Linked DNA regions of Zea mays: all the other regions are linked to region 3. The links are chromatin contacts, called in public Hi-C maps. All regions are on one chromosome and are shown on one strand. Each heading gives the region's core, a stretch centred on a gene start, on an enhancer-like site or on the middle of the called end of the contact. The rest is flanking DNA. Distances are from core to core; before and after follow the strand shown. Region 1 holds the start of LOC100277439. Region 2 holds the start of LOC103636168 (serine/threonine-protein kinase). Region 3 holds the start of LOC100273621 (inter-alpha-trypsin inhibitor heavy chain-related).

What was found. Hi-C and Micro-C count contacts between places; a contact is called where the count stands out from the background.
Region 1: a Hi-C map of ear shows a contact between it and region 3, with 3 times the contacts expected there. The contact joins the promoter of LOC100277439 here to the promoter of LOC100273621 in region 3. A contact is called at or near these places in 10 of 25 Hi-C or Micro-C datasets (bundle sheath, ear, endosperm and 3 more) and 1 of 3 datasets of contacts at active chromatin or transcription factors (leaf).
Region 2: a contact with region 3 is called in a Hi-C map of tassel, with 3 times the contacts expected there. The contact joins the promoter of LOC103636168 here to the promoter of LOC100273621 in region 3. A contact is called at or near these places in 2 of 25 Hi-C or Micro-C datasets (ear and tassel).

Annotation. Positions count from the first base shown.
Region 1 is chr1:71,248,583-71,252,993 of Zm-B73-REFERENCE-NAM-5.0, forward strand. LOC100277439 reads right to left here and starts at 2,656. Exons shown (of 5, transcript NM_001367324.1): 1 at 2,435-2,656. The coding sequence starts at 2,551.
Region 2 is chr1:71,293,459-71,298,451 of Zm-B73-REFERENCE-NAM-5.0, forward strand. It overlaps LOC103636168 (serine/threonine-protein kinase), which reads right to left and starts at 3,352. Exons shown (of 3, transcript XM_008658520.4): 1 at 2,400-3,352; 2 at 1,133-1,269. The coding sequence starts at 3,012.
Region 3 is chr1:71,111,549-71,116,509 of Zm-B73-REFERENCE-NAM-5.0, forward strand. LOC100273621 (inter-alpha-trypsin inhibitor heavy chain-related) reads right to left here and starts at 1,579. Exons shown (of 13, transcript NM_001360282.1): 1 at 1,061-1,579. The coding sequence starts at 1,474.

The DNA.
Region 1 (4,411 bases), core at 1,406-3,905, 140 kb after region 3:
TATGGTCGTCTAAAAAACTGTTTTACAAGGTAGACTGTGTAGTGTTGGAAGAGTGAAGTTTAAATATAAAAAGATGAAGATGGATAAGCTGCTAGTAATAGCCTAAAGGAACTCGTACGTTATATATGCGGCCATGCGGAGTACGACTATGTATGCATCAAGGAAGAAAGACATGCATATAGGCTGCAAGCTGCTGGTGCAGTAGCCAGTAAGGTCATGCATGAGTATGTTGTAGAACATCATCAGTACGTTGCGGAGAGCTAAATGAATTTGTCGGTTTAGATTAATTAATAACTCTGCCATATATGCAGTACACCGATGGCAACGCAGGGCTAGCTGTGTTTCTGCATGCTCATCGGGCAGTAAATAGTGTTTAATTAACGTATGTTTTCAGGAGTATTTTATTGCTTGGGTAGCTGACATAGCTCTGAGCTAGTGAGCAGGCTGCTGGACAGCATGAGTAGTTGCAAATGTGGAGCGTTCCCTATACCATCAGATCAGAAGCAACTTTATGTCGCGTATGCCCTGCTGACTATGTTTCAGATAATAATAATAATAGTAGTAATAATAATAATAATAATAATAATAATAATAATAATAATAATAATAATAATAATAATAATAATAATAACAACAACAACAACAACAATAATAATAATACATTAAAACAATAAAGTTAGCAAAGGGCAGGTTGCACGGAGTTTTTCATTGATGAGCTAAAGGAAGCCTTGATTTAGGCTGTTTAAATATATACTAGCTCCGTTCTTGAATATTTATCGTAAGCTAGTTTATTTTTGAACTAAGCCATGACAAAATAAAAAATGAAGGGAATATGTTTTAGCATATACTACACGCGCCTGCTACTATAGTGTAGTGTGCGCCGGTGTAGCCAGCAATGCAAGGTGTGCACTTACGCCTACAGCTTTGTTTGGGTACTATAGTGTTCACCCCAATCCATATGTATTGGGGGTGGATTGGGGGCGGGGGTATAAATTAAACTAATTCACATCTCGATTCATCTTAATACACGTGGATACTAGAGTACCTAGATAAGGCGGTTAGGTGATGTATTATACAGCCTGATTGGATGGATGCACGTCCATGCGCAGGCTGACACCGTCCTGACTGGCTAGATACGATAATTTTGAGCGTATGGGTGGATGCAGTTTAGTAACATCAAAATGGCTTATTTTGCATCCACCTATGCAGGCCGTGACTCACACATACAAACAACCAAACATAATCTTAAGTAAAATCAACAAATGCGGTGATATAAGATGAGATGGTGCGGGTAATCGATCATACGGATAGTGTATTAAAAGCCATGCATGCATGCCATACGAGAGGAGTATTTAGGACTAGGAGATGCATATGTGACAGTGTGACACCAATAATCAAAGCGTGGGCCGCCGGCCTTGTATCTTCTTGTACATGTAGAGATCCTAGATCCCTTAAACCCTAGCTAGTAGCTAGATATATAGAACAGAACTGAATCAGCAGTAGTAGTAGTGCTTTGATTCTTGAGAGAGAGAGAGAGAGAAGTAGTATCAGCGGCAGGCAGAAGACAAAGAAGAATCCAAGCTAGCTAAATAGAGTAGAGAGACGGAGACGACGGAGTAAGTAGTCGTGGGAAATGGTAGGCAAAACGAATATAAAGCGCAGAGTGTTGAGCCTTGACACGCGCGCAAATCCATGGTACGTACGTACGGGTCCGCACGTGCCCGGAGGCCTAAACTAATAAACCAGCAAGCCCAGAGGATTAAAGAACTACTAAGCTAGCTTTCAAGGTAACGGTCTCATGAATCGCCCCACTGCTGCTAGTGCTAGCTAGCGCTAGCGTTTCAGTTTCTCTCGCGGCCGGCCGGATCGAGCGAGAACCACCAACCAGAGCTAGCGCAACTGGTAATTTCAATTTCGTTATCCTCAATTCGTCATCCTTTGTTTGTGCAGTCTGCACGTACGCATGCGATTGCATTTTCAGTACAGAGAGAGAAAGGGAAGCGCATCTGACTCAGCAGCAAGGAACATATAGAGAACGTATCTTGTGCGCAAGGAGCGTTGGTGCTCCCATGAGCAAAATTAATCCAGACCACAACCTCCACATCCAACGGTGCTGTGTCAGGGGGTTTTGTAAAATGTTCTTTACAACTCTGAACATTTTACAAAAACCCCCCTGACGCAGCACCGTTGGATGTGGAGGGTGTGGTCTGGATTGATTTTGCTCATGGGAGCAGCAGGGCTCCTTGCTCATAAGATATGGTGTCATATAGGTGATGCATGCAAATTAAAATGCGGAAAGGCCCGGCAGTCGGGAAGACGGCCGAGCAGTGCAGCGTAATCGATGATGGAGTGATATGAGAGGTGGTGGTATGCGAGCATGTGCAGGTGAGGTTTATATATTAGTATTTATTAATTAATGCGTACTGTAGTGTACCTCGAGGAAGCCGATCTCCCGGTGGAGCGCGTCGACGGCGAGCTGGAGGCGGTGGCGGCCGCAGGGGTCCGGCGAGGCAGGCGGCGACTTGGGCCTCGGCGCCGCCGCAGCTGCCATCGTACACGTCGTCGATTGTTATAGTGGACGAACGAGCGATGGATTGGATCGACGAGCTCGCTAGCGAGCCGAGCCTAGCTACCAAGCTACTCTAGCTGGTTATACGTAGTGCGCGGGTGCGCGCGCGGCAAGGGCTTGATGGCAGAAGCGGAATGGGGCCGAGCTTATTGCTGGCGAGGGGAGAGCAAGAGCAAGCAAAGCCAGCACAGCAAGTGCAAAGGAATCGAATGATGGGAGGCAGAGAGCCTACTAGGCTAGAGGCGCAGCAGCAGCGAGCGAGCGCGAGGAGGATTAAATGGCGGTAGTGGAGCGAGCTGCTGCAGGCCAGCACATGGGGGTGGGGAAGGGGGAGAGGAGGATGAGGAGGAGGAGGACGGGGCGAGCTGCAGCGTGCAGTGGGATGGTGGCGGGTTGCCGTTTCGGGCGGCAATGATCAATGATGGAGGGGAGAGAGAGAGAATAGAGAGAGAAGAGAGAGACAGCGGCAGCCAAGCCTTCGTTTCTCTCTTTCCGGGTAGTATACCCTAGTGTTGCTGTGGCTGTGCTGCGAGAGAGAGAGAAAGAGATGGTAGTACGGTACTAGTACTACTACTCCGGTGCAGCAATGCAAGCTCGCAACGCGCAGCTATAGCTAGCTAGCTAGGCCGCCAGTCCGCCACCACTGGCTGAATCTGAGACGAGACTGCTGACGAGTGAGCTAGGAGTAGAATCTAATGCGAGTACCATGCATATGCATGAGGGAGGGCCGGGGGGAAGAGAAAGAGAGAGAAGGGGTGTGACAGCAGAGGAGAGAGACTGGCCGTGGCCGGGGCTTGAAAGATTGTCGGGGCCGGATCTAGAGACGGGCACAGTCTCAGAGAGAGACAGAGGGAGGGATCCAGCCACCCGTCCAGGCCTCGCCGCTGGGTCTGGGTGGGTCCATCCGCGACGATGCGGAGGAGCTAGCAAGCATATACACTACTACTCCTACTGTAGCTAGCTCCAGGCCGCTACTCTACTCATGCGTGCTCTCTGCTATCTGCTCTCTCGTCTGTCGCGCTGCTACACGTGCTTCTCCCCTAGCTATGCTATGCTATGCCCTGCCCTGCCCCCCTGGACCTCGGAGATGGTTTGTCATCACACGCTTCATTGCAGCAATCATATGTTCCCACAGCCGTGCGTCGCCTACAACCTTATTAGCGCCCGTTGGAATGCCCTGAGATTCGAGATGTCAAGAATCCGTACGTGCTCAGCTCAGTCAATCCAAACGGGGGTAGTGTTTTGAGGACAAGTAGAAAGTCATATTTATTAATCCTACAGTCTTCTTTTCACGGGGTAGTATATATATATATATGTTCAAATTAATATACGACATCGCGAAGTCCAAAAGGCTCCAGAGCGCGTTACAAGGGACATGTACAGTGGAGAGACACCAAACCGGTTCTCCAAGCACAGGAGATAACTAAGACCTTGTTCGTTTGTGTCGGATTGGTGGGTCGGAACGATTTCGAGCCGGATTACTTCTCTAATTTATATAAACTTTGATTAGCCGGAACGATTCCGGGTACAATCCGATGTAAACGAACAAGGCCTAAGAGACTCTATTGTACAATGGAGTGTCTATAAACGTAGTCTATTAATAAATACATAATTAAATGTATTTGTATAGCATCAGATCGATAGAACAGAGGACAAATTCATACAGTGAAAAGTGAGGCGTCTGTTGCTACTTGGTTTACGAGCCAGAGGCGTCTCTTCACGGAGAGATGGCTCTAAGATTTTTTTGCAAATAACCCCCTTAAACACCTTAAGAGCCTCCACATTAAACACCACTGTACATGGCCTAAGGAGAAGAAGTCTTTAAATGGTTAAAATTCAAGC
Region 2 (4,993 bases), core at 2,102-4,601, 180 kb after region 3:
TGTATGTTTAGTCTCAGTTGGGCTGAATTTATTACGGCCCATCTTTAGGCCCATGTCCCGATCCGTTGGTCCAGTACACTCCACTGGATAACTCAAAGTTTTTTTTTCTTCTTCTAATATAAAGAATAACAAACTGTGACACCTCGAGACGATTTGACTTTTGAATCGAATGAAGAAATCAAAGTACAAGAGCGGATTCTAGCCAACCACCTCCACATTTGAAACAGCACCGAATCGGCCGAAATTCAAGAAAGGGCTCTCTCTTTTATTTTGTCTACGATCGAGACTTTCCATGGGTTTCCCCTTTTCATTTACTACTTTTTTTTGCAGGAACAAAGAGGAGTAGTATGAAAAGGAAGCATCGAACGATGAATTGTGCGGTGGGAAGGAAAGAAAGAAAAATAAAATGGGCTCTGATTCTGTCCGCCCTCCCACACAGCCACATGCATGTGAGTGTGACGCCGCCGCCGCAGCGGAAAAGATTAACGATTCCGTAGCGCGCTGCGGCGCTGGTAACAAAAAGGGTTTACTAGTAGTAGGAACGGGCGATGAAAGTCAACTAGCGCCACGCACGCATCAACAAAGGGTTTGTTGCGTTATTCCATGCCAAGTCAACCCACTCGAGTCAGTGGTCAGTGCTTAGAACTAGCTAGCTAGCTAGGGTCTCTCTCTCTCTCTAAAAAGTTTTTTGGTCGGCTTGTGTGAAGAGAAGAGATTATTAGCAGATAGCGACTAAGAGAGTGTTTGGTTAGAGGGACTAAAGATTAGTCTCTAGTTTTTAGGCTCATTTAGTCCTTTTTTTGCCAAACACTAGGACTAAAATATGGGCTAAAATGATTTAGTCTTTATATGTGCTAAAAAGGACTAAACTATATCAATTCCACATTTACCACTCATTTAGTTCAATTGTACTAATAGTAGAAGAATGTTAAAGGCCATTTTAGTCTTCTTATGAGTCATTTAATATATTATTACTATTTTTAGCCTTTAGAACCAAACATGTTAGGGACTAAACTTTAGTCCACTAATTACTAAACTTTAGTCCCTAGACTAAAGAAACCAAACATGGCCTAAACTAGCTGAATTGTATTAGGTGAATATATAATACTATATATATATATTGATTACGTACCGGGTCGAGCAAAATGTTGGATGTCTTGAAGTCGCGGTAGATGACGGGCTTCTCGGCGTCGTGAAGAAAGGCGAGCCCCTTGGCGGCGCCCACCGCGATGTTGAGACGCGTTGCCCACGACAGAACGGGCGGGAACTCTGCAGAACGTACGTCAAAAGATAAAGATCGTTTAATTAATTGTTATGGCATGCATAATAAAAAAATATGTGTATATCACAACAGTAAGAGATGAAGGGCATGTTTGGTTCACGGCTAACTGTGTCACACTTTGCCTAAGGTTAGTCGTCCGAATTGAAGAACTAACCTTAGTTAGAAAAGTTAGGCAAAGTGTGACAAGTTATGCAGTAAACCAAAAAAGCTCGAAATGTTCTAGTCCTAGGATCAAAGCCGTCGGACATAAGCACAAAACCGTTGGAGATATATAATGAACCAACATGAATTCTACAAGCATGCATGGTTCAATATAATCATTTTAAATTTACATATAGTACTACAGATGCATGGATGTCGTTCGGATGATAGTTAGAAGAGACAAGCACGCACCATTCAGCATTAACAAATAAAAACAAATACGTAATTAACGATATTGATTCATTGTATTCAGTATGATTGCTAGCTGCAGTATATACCATTGCTTGTCAACTTTCAACATCCCCGTCCCCGGATAGCATGCATGCATATATGCATAAGGCCCTGTTCGTGAACAACGTTTTGGAAAACCATAGTTTTTGAAATATTACATTATAATTTAATCAAGACAATACTACAGTTTAAAATATTATGGTTTAAAAAACTAAGGTCTAAACCTAAGTTTAGAATATTCTAAATAACAGCAGCCAAATGCAAGCGCGCGCTCATATACATAGTGGATTGTTTTTTTTTTGTGTATTATATTCATCCTTAAATTATGGCATTTTGCATTTGTTTTAAGCCAGATCTCTCTAACAATTTTGACCAAACTCATATAAATCATAACAGGATCAACAGTTTAATGCAACGTTGCGGTCAACCACCAGCTCGGACTCCCTCCTAGCTAGATAGCCCTTTCAAATGAACAGTGTTTATTTGGCCGTGTACCACACCTCTAGCTAATGCTAATCCAACCATCAGTTGACGACTTGTAGTTGTTAGTGCGGGCTAGCTGGAGCACGTCGTACGAACGAACTGGATGATGGATTGCACCCATCGCGTTTGACAAATTGAACAGGAAATGATAAAATTTGCTGAGAGTAGGTGACGATGGATGGGGCGTGGTAATACTACTCACTCTTGAAGAGGTGGTTCTCGAGGCTCCCCTTAGGCATGTACTCGTAGACCAGCAGGCGGTGCTCCTCCTCGCTGCAGTAGCCGACGAGCCTGACGAGGTTGGGGTGGCGCAGCTGGCCCAGGAAGATGACCTCCGACAGCCACTCCTTGTGGCCCTGCGTGCCCTCGGGGTCCCACAGCTTGACGGCGATCTGCTGCGAGCGGAGCCCCGGCTTGGCGCCCTCGGCCACGGCGCCCCTGTACACGGGGCCGAACCCGCCCTCGCCCAGGAAGTTGCTGTCCACGAACCCCTGCGTCGCAGCCTTCAGCTCCCCCACCGTGAACACATGCAGGTTCGACCCGGCCAGCGACACCGACAGGTCCTGGTCCGACGCCGTGCTCATCACGTCCGTCAGCGACAGCCGCTGGTGCTGCAGCCCCGTCGACGACGACGGCGCGGGGGACGGCGGCGCCGCCCGCCCCTGCTGCGTGGACGACCGCGGCTGGACCTTGTTCTTCCGCCGCCTGCTCCCGGACGCGGCCCCGCCCAGGCACCCGCGGAACAGGAACTGCCACGCCGACACCGGCTTCTGCTTCAGCTGCTGCGACTTCTTCTTGTTGGATGACCTCGCCATCGTCGATCTGTCTATCTATCTATGCCACGCACGCACACCATGCAACAGGTTTGAGCTCAAGCACGAGGCCGATCGATGGACAGGCTCGCTAGCAGCTATCTAGGTCGTCGAGTAGGCGCGGCGCGCGTGTGGGTGTTGTGTGGTGGTGGTGGCCGAGGAAATGAGAAGCACATGGATGAGTATTTGTAGAGGCCGGCTCGGCCCGCGGTGAAGCATAGCTACCTACCAACCAAAACCATGCCGAGTAAAATGGATGGCGCGTTGGTTGAGCCGATCGGCTTTCCGTTCCAGTCCACAGCAGACAGAAGACATATCGCCGCGCTGACCGCTGACTTGACAGCTCAACGCCTCGATCGCATGCATATGTGCGCCCCACCGGCCCTCCCAGCCGTGGATTTCCAGTTTTCCTATGCTTCGATTTCCTTTCTTCCTGTCTTTTCCTCAATTTCACAACACTTTTTTTTTTCCTTTTTGGCTGCCGATACATAGTAGCTAGCTTTCATGTTGTTCAAAAAAAAAAAAATAGAGATGCGCACACGGATAAAAAAAACCCATCCGATTTGTTGAACACTGAAAATATCCTTGTGGACAGTCCAGGCCCGCGGTTCGGACTATCCGTCGTAGCAGCGCAGAATCGATTATGGCTTCGGATTTCTTGCAAGATTTGTTAGCTAAACCTGCGGAATTGACTCGGGAACCGACTTGTAACGGGTACAAACCTCCCTCTTTATATAGATGAAGGGCTACGACCGATAAAACCCCTAAAATCGATCCAATCAATTATACTTATCGTTTTTACTTTATACATTAGAAGTAACTCTAGTTTAGCCCAAGTTTAGCATCCTCTACCTCAAACCTTCACCTCTCTTCGGCTCTACGTCGACTAGAGGCGTCTCGGGCGGCCTACCGACACCAAGACACACCGGTATCTACTAAAATCAGGCCTCAAATGGTCGGTTCTAAAGATCACATCGATATTTCCTCGGACAATATCCTAAAGTCGGTTGTTGAAAGTCTGACGGCTGAGGGACAACTTCAATACGAAGACTACATGCGTCAAGCGAAGGAGAAATTCTTGTCACAATACACGGTGGATCGCCAGCAGAAGGTTGTCAAATATGGAGAGACCGACGTTGCATCTCTTTTATCTTCGCTTCAAGTCCCCAACGTAAGAAAACCCCACGACATCCAATCTATTAAACATTATGTAGATCAGCAACATAATCAAATGAAACAACATATTGGCGGGTTAGAATAATCAATTAGAAAATTAACACGTGCGTTGGAGAAGTCTATTGCTCCTAGTTTTCCATCATATGAAACTAGTAATAGGATATCGATATCTAATACATCGGCAACAAATATGGATTCGCAGCCCCAACCATTATATGGTATGCCGATGAACTAATATCCAGGGCAAATACCACCACTGTCGTCCCTGCTTGACAGATCGACGCCCCTAGACACGGTCGGACCGTCCGAGCTTTTGCCAGGACAGTCCGGCCCTTACGCGGACCCTCCGTCTTTCCGTGCCGGACAGTCCGAGGATGCACCAGGACCACCGCGTGGTGCCCTAATATTAGCGAACACAACCGGCCAGTTTGGATTTATCACATGACAAACCGGATACACATACTCAGAAACTACTGTTGCACACTATGCACCAAATTATTACACACCACAACAGCATTATATTCTGCCCCTATATATTTGTCGGGGACCATAATTAGGGGTACCCTCAAGACGCCTAATTCTCAGCTGGTAACCCCCATCAGCATAAAGCTGCAGAGGCCTAATGGGTGCGATTAAGTCAGGGATCAGTCCATACGAGCGACTCGATCACGCCTCGTCCGAGCCTAGCCTCGGACAAGGGCAGCCGACCCCGAGGGATTTCCGTCTCGCCCGAGGCCCCCCTTTAACGGCGGACACATCACCGGCTCGCCCGAGGCCTTGCCTTCGCTAAGAAGCAACCCTGACTAAA
Region 3 (4,961 bases), core at 329-2,828:
TTGGATCCTTCATGGATATTTTCATGTACTCCTGTTCTTGGCCTCCGTAAGGAGTGCATGTACCCAGAGCGCCTTCCTGCCCTTTGTATCCTTCCTCTTTTAATATAATGGGGCGTAGTTCTCCTACGCTTTTCGAGAAAAAAAAACATGCCATGTCAGCAAAAACTGGCTTTAAAACAGCTTAAGAGTCAAAATTCAAAAACACCCTGTTTGAACAGTTGAAGGGGCAAAGTTGTCTGGTATAAGTTCGGAACAAAATTGGACTCTCATGATAGTTCAGGGGCAAAAAAATGAGCTTCTTCCTAAACTCCAAACATCTGAAATAGCACAAGAACAGCAGTAAAAACGAAAGAAATAAAACTTCATCAGGCAGGGTTCTCAAGTTCTATAGAAGTGGTTGTCAGCCAACACCAGAATGCAGAAGAAATGTATAACATGCAGTCATAAACTGAACTGGTTTTAGTAATTCGCCTGGAGAAAGCAAAGCTCCAAATGCAAAATAAAAAGTAATTCACGCCACTTCCATCTCTCAGAATTACAGTTGAAGGCGCACATTTTTAACCGCACATAATTATTGGTTCTAGTAAAGCAATTCTCCAAATACTGTACAATAACGCGGTGCACAAAAGAATCCGTTAGTGGAAGTCTGTGTTGGACAAGTGTACGAAGACAGCAATCCCTTTGCAAGTTCAATCCGATGCTACTTTGGATACTACTTTCTTGTTAATTATCTTGTAGCACGGAAAGCAAAGAATTTGTGCCAAAACCATGCTGGAATCCACTAGCAACAGAAAGGCAGGGCAATGGCAGCCATGATCCAGCCAAATGTAGGCCAGGAGTAAAGACATACGGAGTAATGACACCGGGTTATGTCCTGATTTGCGGAACCCGGAGAGCATAGTCCAAAGCGACAGCTAATTGGGGGCCCATCCACCTAACACGAACCAGACTGCCGGCGGATGCAAGTGAATGTTGTAATCATTGAAACGCCTAATAACCATATCCAAAACTAACAGAGCACACGCAAAGGGCAAGGTAAGGATGAGTGCATATGCTGGACCTGGTGAGCCATGGGCACGACGATGCGGCAGTGGCACGCGCGGCTGCGCGTGATGCAGTGCAGCCACCAGCGCGCGCGCAGGGCGACCTCGGCGGTGGCGCAGCCGGCGGCGCAGTCGACGCGGAGCTCGACCTCCCGCATCTGGAGCGGGATGAGCGCGGGCGGGTCGAGGCGGCCGTAGACGTGGGGCTGGTAGCTGGGCACGTCGGGGCTGTCGACGGCGGCCGGGTCGACGACGACGGCGTACGCCATGGGCGCCGCCGGCATGAGCTGCTGCAGCGCCGCGGCGGGGTCGTCGCGGTCCATCGCCAGGTGCGGGCGCGGCGGCGGCGGCATCCCGCCCCCGCTGGGCAGGACGAGGCGCTTGGTGAGCTTGAGGCCGTCCTCCACCGCGCGCGCGAAGGCCTCGTCCATGGCTGCCCGGAAGAGGCGCGGCGGTGGGGATGGCGGGCGATGCGGGTCAGATTCAGGCCAGTGGGAGGAATCGCGAGCTGGTTTTTGGCGTGGTTTAAGTGGAAGGGAGGTCAAGCGAATGAGGTGGGAGAGTCATGCGTGTGGAGGGTGACGGGGACGAGACGAGGCCAGCGACAGGCGGGGGCGGTGAGGTTACCTGCCCGGGGAGGCACGTTGTTTTTCTCGTGCTCCGATGGACGTGGTCCACGCGGGCGGGATGAGCACGTTGCCTGTCTCCGCAGTTTCTCAGGATTTCTTGCACTTCCGGTTCCAGACCAGGAGAGCATTTCATCCAAAAGCTACACAAAAGTTTCGACCAAAACTAAGGATTCTTTTATAGAAAAATATAGCTCAAAATTTTATTTTCTTTGTTCTAAAATTTAGGGCTACGTCGTTGGAGGAGCAAAATATCTGTGTGGTCCTCATCCACACGGAGAAGAGATGATCGATGATCCCGTGGAGCTATGGGGGCCCATCATTCTCATCGCCTCGCTGCTTCGGCTACCCGCCCGGAAAGCGACCCATTATTGTGACCGTCGCCCGTCGGCAAGCACACGAACATGGCGATATCGCGCACCCACGCGTGTTCGTTGCTGCCTATGCAGCGGCCCCACGCCGGGCTGGACACGTTGATGGCCGATGGCCGCGTTTCCGGCCGTTGGTCTGCTGTAACGGCTAGTTTAGTTACAAAGATGTTGAAAGAGCTTCCTACAACACCTAAAAAGTAGAAGCTCGGGTTAAAAAAAAGTTTCTAGATTATGAACATTATAGACACATTTATATTTCTGCTCACATAATCGTAACGATATTTAGATTCTCTCAAGAGTCATATTCTCTTTATAACTAGATTCTCAGAAAAGTTGGTCTTATAAATCCACTAAGAGCTTAGGTCAAAGAGAATTATAGACTTAAATTTTTTTTTAGTTAAAATTGAATAGAAGGAAATTTAATTTCTCTCAATCTATCTCGATTCAGACGCAATCGAACAAGACAGGAGTAAAGGTATAGTGCCAAAACTACTGCTTACCTCATGCGAGAACGAAGGATTGGAAACAGAAGTGGAGGATGACAAATGGATCGATTGAGGAAGAAACCGGCCACTCGTGTTTTGTGGGACGATTAATAAGCCATTGTTGCGTGGTCTGGTTGGGTGAACCAAAGGACGCCTAGGCATCAGCCTTCTTCTGTCACTCCATGCTCATCGGTGTTCCTCGCCAAGTAGCGGTGTCGGTACAAGGTGCATGCCAAACTCAACACTCGGCAACTTGACGTAAAGGAGGGGTCTCAACTCTCAGGCGACGGCAACTACCGATAGCTAGGGTGGCCACCCCACCACGCCCAACTATCTTCAGTAGACTCACTATCTTATTTTCTATTTTAAACTTCACTCTATAAACAGTGCAAAATAGTATATTTTGTACGGTCGTTTACACGGGGCTGCTGGAGATGGCCTAAGTGGCTGCTCGGATTAGAAGATAGACAGCCAAAGAAAAAAAATGGGACAAAAACAACTATTTTGAAAGTTCCAAGCTTTTTTGTCCGAACTCTGGAGATTAGGCTACCTTTAGCAGTATATTCAAACTTCACTATGTGAACAGTGCAGTCTATAATATAAAACTGTGCAAAATAATGTTTTAGATGACTATACGAGCGAAATGCGGGCCGAAGACGGTTTTTAGGGCTAGCTATATAACCTTGTCTACACAAGAGAGCTGAACTGGTTAGCATATAATGGCAAGGAAATCCTGGAGAGCATATAGATTCCAAGGCGCTACTGGCCAGAGAACCGAACTCGCAATACGGTAACAACATGTTCTGTTGCGAAGGAGATCAAAAAGAATTAGAGTGGATTAAAATTCTTTCTAGTCGAAATTAAATAGAACTAACCCCTTGCATCGAAGAAAACCTAAAGTAGGAAATAATCCAAACACATCCTTAAAAAGACTGCCATGGCAACACTCTTCCGCCAGCGATCCACACCACACGCTCACGGCCTAGCATCGGCCTACTAAGATTTTTCTTTTCTTTTCTTTATTTTGTATATGGGGACCTCAGGCGATGTTTGAGCATTGCAGCAAAACTACAAATCAAGGATTGTCTGTGACACAGGTATTTGGTTCATGTGAATAAAGTTTAGTCTATATCACATTGACTATTTAAATATCAATTATAGATATTAAATATAGTCCAATTACAAAACTAAATACATAGATGACGACTAAAATGTACGACAAATCTATTAAATCTAATTAGTTCATAATTTGCATATAATGTGAAATAAACATTTACTTATTATGAATTAATCATGTTTAATAAATTCATCTTGATGTTTTGTCTTTACATGTGTAGTTAGTTTCATAACTATATTATATTTAATATTCCTGATTGATATCTCATATGACATGGACTAAACTTTGGTTAGAAAAACCAAACACCATAGTCGAGGCATCAAACGTGCTGCATGTGCTCCAAGTGTTTATGTATCCATGTAGATATCGTCTGTTACATGGTCATTTCATCAAACAACATCATTATGTTATTAACTAGATAGCATAAATAGTCAATCACTGTTGGTGTTTAGAGTCCGACCGTACACTCAGGGTTACCCTTTGCGGTGCTTTTAGGGTAGGACAGTGTTGTTGATTGTAACTCAATGGTTCGTTCTAGACGCACGAGAGAGGGAGAGACGATTTTCTGCAGGTTCGTGCCGCTTGAAGAGGCGTAATACCCTACTTTCTGAGGTGTATCTATATGTGGTGGGTTACAAGCAATGTCTCATGAATGGAGAAAAGCTAATGAGATAGATAGATGGTCGATGGAAATGATGGGGTACCTCCTGGGCCTTATATACACGACCGTGGGGCACTACATACGTACATGAGGATCATATGTCTCCTAAATAATAGCGAACCGACTAAACTGATCTCCCTACAATCTTGCCGACTTATCCCTACTCCGCCCCGATATTCGAGGACGCCATGCGCGGGAAAGTCGGGTGGTTGCTCTGGATAGCGCACGAGTCGACGGATTGCTTGGGCTTGACTCTGTTGCCTTCTCAGGTTGGCCCATTCCGCCAATGGCTCTAGCCCGGCCCACGAAGGGATGGCCTTACGGGGTAACTGGCACGTGGCCCCGCGCGAGGCCTTCTCGCCTTATAGTGGACCCGGGGGATATCTGTCCCCCACAAACCCCCAATCTTAAAGTTTATTTTTGAAATAATCAGGCCAAAGATTCTTGGTCCGACTTATGGGTTTGTTATGTGGCCTGATTTCTGTTCTGCCGATGGGTGCACCGAAGGTGCACCCATTGGGTGTAGCCCTCGAGCTTTGAGTGGATTTTGAAAATAATTCATTCAAAGGCCTTCATTTTATGCTTTAGAAATCACCATTTTGTCTTCATGGGACTAAAAATCTATTGGGTGTGCACCCAATGGGTGTAGCCCCCGAGC